Regions from separate parts of the Mus musculus genome. Here region 1 is linked to region 2. The links are chromatin contacts, called in public promoter capture Hi-C maps. All regions are on one chromosome and are shown on one strand. The core of a region is the stretch at or near the end of the contact, and the rest is flanking DNA. Distances in the headings are between cores, read along the strand shown. Region 1 overlaps Prkab2 (protein kinase, AMP-activated, beta 2 non-catalytic subunit). Region 2 has its middle 19 kb from the start of Gm40101.

Evidence for each region. Capture Hi-C pulls out chosen DNA fragments and counts their contacts.
Region 1: a promoter capture Hi-C map of pancreatic islet shows a contact between it and region 2. The contact joins two enhancer-like sites. A contact is called at or near these places in 2 of 39 promoter capture datasets (hippocampal neurons and stem cell-derived epiblast-like cells), 1 of 115 datasets of contacts at active chromatin or transcription factors (microglia) and 1 of 9 other capture datasets (pancreatic islet).

The regions. Positions count from the first base shown.
Region 1 is chr3:97,665,089-97,667,788 of GRCm38.p6, forward strand. It overlaps Prkab2 (protein kinase, AMP-activated, beta 2 non-catalytic subunit), which reads left to right. Exons shown (of 8, transcript NM_182997.2): 6 at 1,494-1,627; 7 at 2,271-2,339. Among named protein-coding and RNA genes, the nearest start is that of Prkab2, 8.2 kb to the left of the region's middle. Within about 2 kb of position 1,258, at least 31 of the 459 cell types and tissues checked have an H3K27ac peak or open chromatin away from gene starts, as enhancers often do. A contact at or near this core is called in pancreatic islet, where this site is marked.
Region 2 is chr3:97,348,293-97,350,992 of GRCm38.p6, forward strand. No RefSeq gene overlaps it. Among named protein-coding and RNA genes, the nearest start is that of Gm40101, 19 kb to the left of the region's middle. Within about 2 kb of position 1,274, at least 3 of the 459 cell types and tissues checked have an H3K27ac peak or open chromatin away from gene starts, as enhancers often do. A contact at or near this core is called in pancreatic islet, where this site is marked.

The sequences.
Region 1 (2,700 bases), core at 8-2,507, 320 kb after region 2:
CCATGTGTGTGACTTTTCAACGTCCAACTTGTATATGTTAGTATAAAGGACAATGCGTGAAAATTGCCCTGTGTTATTTGCCGGTGGTGTTTTGTGGATACTGAGCAGAACACCTGAAAGTATTTTGAAAAGTTACCTGTTGTGTCTATTGTTGAGTTTTGTTTAATAACAGAGCATTGCTTTGCCTTATATACTTATATATTGAAGCAAATCTGAGTTATTAAAATAATCTACTACTAAAATGTTTTCTCTGGAGCTATAAAATGTAAAATTTTAAAACAATAAAAACATAGTTCATTTAATTTTGTAAATTTAACCTGAATGCTTTTCACTTTTAAGTATAATCCAGATACCATGAATTTATCTTTTTTTTTTTTCTTAGTATATTGAGTTTTAGAACCATTGTCACCTCAAAAGAAGGACTATCTCCATCCCTTTCTCCTTTGTCCTGTGTCCGTCAAAGCTTCTGCGGTATAGCTTTGCCTTTTCCAGACAGTTGGTATAAATATAACCACACATTGTGTGGCTTCTTTCACTGTAGCAGGCTGCCTTCCAGGGCTCAGCCTTGTTGAAACATGTATCAGTACTTTGCTTCTGTTTGTGGCTGAGCAGAAGTCCACGGTATGACAGTTCCTTTTTGCTTCTCCATCCGTTGTTGACAGACATTTGGGTTTTGTTTCCTCTTTGGGGCTCTCATATATATTGCTTATAAACAGTTACGGTGAGGTTCTTGCGTGGGCTTATATTTTATCTGAGTTGTTACGCTCAGTAATGTGATTACCGGGTTACAAAGTTTGTTTAACTATTTGAAGACAGCTGTACTGTTTTTCAACGTGTTTATACTATGGTGCATTTCTGCCCACAATGGGAACACCGTAGTTTGGGGCTTTGAGTTTCTCCACGTTTCCTCCAGTCTTTGCTGTTTCAGAGACAGACAGCCATCCCAGTGAGTACGGAGCGTGGTCCTTGACTACACTGCATGCTCTTGACTGCAGCTGCGTGTGTTCTGTCTGCTGTAATCGTTATGGACCTAGAGTGTATAACGTTGCAGTCTGTCACTTTGGCAGGGAAAAAAATATGAACTCTAATCTCTTCACACTTTGTCCACACATCATCTTAACCACTCTCATTTTTATCTCCTCAAAAGCATTGTCAATGAAGAAGACATTTATCTGTGGATAAGTAAACTGACCAAAAAAAGGGGATCTGTCCAAGGTCACATGGCTGACAGCTGGTGGTGGTTGCCTGGAGCCTGGGCCCTGGCCTCTCATCTCTTCCTTACGTCACGCTGCCCGTTGAGAAGCTTCCTGGTCCATGCTCAGGTTGATTCAGACGTTTCTTTTTTACCCTGACAGCTCCAGCTGCAGTAGGCCACGAGTTCTTACGCTCCAGGACTTGTATTGCATTAAGATCAACGACTGTGCAGTCATAGCTCCCCCACGCATCCTCACTAATGCTTCAAGTTTCTTCACATTTGCATAAATATTTTTCAGACCTGTCCAGCTCACCCCCTGGGCCTTACGGTCAAGAAATGTATGTGTTTCGATCTGAGGAGAGATTCAAATCCCCACCCATCCTGCCCCCTCACCTACTCCAAGTTATTCTTAACAAGGACACGAATATTTCAGTGAGTATCCTGAGCAGGTTGCTAGAGCATGTGGGGATCCTTAGGACCATCAAGGCCAAAATTAGTAACCTCGGGCTGGAATTGTGTCACAGTTGTGTCATGATTACGGCAGTCGGCCGTGTGCACATCAGCACAGCACGGTGGAATCCTTTTTCCCAGACTGAACTATAACTTCTTTAGGTACCATTTGCAAACTTTATAGATGTCTGTTTCTAGTTTAATCAAAACCAAACTGCTAGAGTTGGTATGTGTTCTGACTTCTATTACAATACAAGATAAGGGGTACTCTCATTGGGGGAAACCCAGAAGTTCACAACTTTATATTAAATATTTTTAACCACGATTTCACTTAGTTGATAGTTCCTTGGAAGATTTTTTTTTTTCCCTTTAACCAAACCATCTGCATTTCTAAGCAAGGTTTTTGTTTTAATTCTCTTAGAGAAAATTAGCGGATGTTGGGGCTTAGCATTTCTGTGCTAGTCTGAGGATTTTTCGATCTTATCATCCGGGAATGCATGGCTTGTGGGAGACAAAGTATTCCTATTTAGAGTTCCCAACATTCCAGAGAGCTCTGGGGAAGAGTAAGCTGTTTGTTTTGTCTGTGTTTAATCACATTTGGCGCCGGGGGTGTCTTTTCTCCTAGTGTGACCCAGCCTTACTTCCTGAGCCCAATCATGTTATGCTGAACCATCTCTATGCACTGTCCATTAAGGTAAGTGGCGGCCCCGGTCCTCCACAGCCTCCCCGTGGAAGGGTAAGGGTCCCTCCAGCTCTTCAGCGGTAACTCACTCGCTGCTGCTTCTAAAGCTGCACTTGGCCCTGACGGTCAGATGGTAGATGGGCCGTCTCTTCCTAACTTGCAGGCCGTTGGATTTAAACCTCAGACTCTGGTCTGTGCGGGGACTGAGCTGTCAGTCATGGAGTCTTTCTGCTTCTAAGTTCCTTTGGGTGGCTGGACCCTTTGTCTCATCTGTTTCCTTAAGCTTGAGTTCATAGTGGTTGGAGTCCATCTGCAGGAAATCAGGTTTAGCTTCCTTCAACAAATACTTGAATGAGACATAAAACTTTACCTT
Region 2 (2,700 bases), core at 24-2,523:
CTGGTTGTTGGATCTGCCATGTGCGTGATTTCACACCATCTACACAAGATGTCACCACCCCAGTGTCAACCCCTTCTTGACACTATCACTTTGTTTCTTGTGACTAATCATTTTTTTGTCACACATAAGCATCCTATTTCATCAGTTTGCAAAATTGCTCAGTTCTGACTCCCTTCCAGTGCATTCTTTCCTGCCCCCTTGCTGCAAAGCCCTCAACCAGTTTATTTTCACTGCTTCTCATCCCTCTCCGTCCTCTGCCTGAAATCCTATTCCAGTCACATCTTTATGCCACGCTACTTTACCTTTTGTCAAGATTGCCAGTGACTGGGCTGGAGAGATGGTCAGCTGTTAAAAGCACTGACTGTTCTTCCAGAGGTCCTGAGTTCAATTCCCAGAGACCACACAGTAACTTATTACCATCAATTATGTGATCTGACACCCTTTTCTGGCATGCAGTTTATGTACTCATATACATAAAATAAATCAATAAATCTAAAAAAAAAAAGATTGCTAGTGGCATTCACATAGCTCGATATGATGGTCCTCATCTCCCTGGACCAACTTGGAGTGTTGCATACCATTGGTGATTTCATTTTTCTGAAGATGCTCTTGGCATTTGCGTTCCTGGCCCCACATTCCTAGTGTTCTTCCCACCTCACTCACTGCTACTTCTCACTTACTTTGAATTCTTCTCTGTTTCCATCTCTCCTCCCCTCCCCCTCCTCTTCTTCCTTGTTTTTCTCATTATTGGACAGTGAACCTAGAGAACCTCATGCATACCAGGTGAGCATTCTTCCACTGAGCTTCTCTCTCTCTCTCTCTCTCTCTCTTTCCTCTCTTTCTCCCTCCCTCTCCCCCTCCCTCCCTCTCCCCCTCTCTGTCTCTCTCTTTTCCCTACTTTTCATTTTGGAATAGGGTTTCACTAAGTTGTCAGGTTGGCCATGGAGTCACTTTGGGTCCCAGGTCAACTTAGAACATTTGATTCTCCTGTCTCAGCCCCCCCCAACCCCCCCCCCCCAAGTAGCTGTGACTACAGGGTTGCACCACTAATCCAGCTCACCTTAAACAATTTACTTTGAAATGTCTAGGTTTGGAATCACCCAATTCTGTTTCACCTAAATGTCAGACTCTAAATCTCCCTCTTGCCTAGGCCTTTCTTTCAGGCATCAAACTCTTAGATGATGATTCGTGGCTACTTAGCTAGGCTTCAGCTCTTATGCAGTGGATGCTGTGCTGCTTTGGCCACACCCCCTCAGCCCTCTCTAATAATTGCCCTGAGCTGCTGTGCTCTGGGAGGCCTCCTTCCTTGAGGTGACTCCTATCTAATGCCTCCTTTAGGTGAGAGGTACAAAGGCTGACTCTAGAAATATCGCACACTGCACAGGGTCAGTAGAAGTTTCTATTACGGAAATGTTCATTCAGTCTCTGCAAACACTAATCTCCGTCTCAGAGTCTGTTTCCTGGGGAACTTGACTCAAAATAAAAAATGTCACAAATGATCCTAGGAAACAGGGTCTGGAAAGGATTATGGAGATAGATTGCTAGCACATTAGCTGGGAACGAAGCTACGAGCCCAGCTGGTACCTGGAGTGTTTGGAGCATTTTGCAGTAATTTTAAAAACTGTCATCATAGATTGTTCTATGAGTGACTGAGCTGTGTGTGGAATACAGTACGGCATGAATATATAATAATTTATGCATTTCTGTATGTATGCACATTGGATATGATTGCTTTTCAAAGCAGTCTTTGAAATGTGTATTTATACTGTCACACAACAAAGAAAATTGCAAGATTGTTATTTCTAGGAGAAGCAACTAATTGTATAAATTCTCCTCTTTCGCCATTTCCACAGGCCATCTCCTGAGGACTCAGTTAGTATCCAGTGTTGTCTAAGGTAACCATTCTCCCTCAAGAGTTAAGGATAGGAGAATTTGGAGGTTGTCTTATAACTCAAGAGAGTGTAAATATTTTTCTTTTCTGAATGAGTGCTGCAAGAAAAAATGAAAAATATGTCCACAGAAGATTTGTGCAAAAATATTTACAGCGGTTTATTTTTAATAACTCTAAGCTGGAAACAGCCCAACTTTCTATCAAGAAAGTGAATGGACACCTTGCAGTGCACGCATACGCCAGAGCATCAATCAGAATGAAGAAGAAGTGGATTATTGGTACATAAAGCCCCCTAAAACAATTGCTTATATTCTGAAGTTCCGTGTTTGCATGTTCATCTCCATTAGATTGTGAAGATTAAATAAGTCGTAGAGGGGATCAGGGTGGGGAAAGGGAGGTTATGTCAGAATGAACCGCAGCCTCTGTGAGCAAGGGACGTTGTTGTTGTTTTAAGCCTTCAAGACAAGCCCTGGTTGTCCTGGAACTCACTCTGTAGAGCAGACTGGATTTGAACTCAAAGAGATATGCCTGCTTCTGCCTACTGAGTTCTGGGATTAAAGGTGTGGGCCACCATGCCTAAATTTGAGAAAAAGAATTTTAGGTTGTGAGCCACTATGCGGGCTACTAGGAGAGAACCTTGGTTCTCTGTAAGAGCAGCAAGTGCTCTAAGGTACCGAGTCATCCCTCTAGCCCCTGGCTTTTATTTAGTTTTAGTTTTTTATTTTAATATTATAGCAGTAGGAATGTTTTAAAGAATGTCTTTAAAGTATGGGAATCTTATACACAGGATTGGATTTCCTCTTACGTAC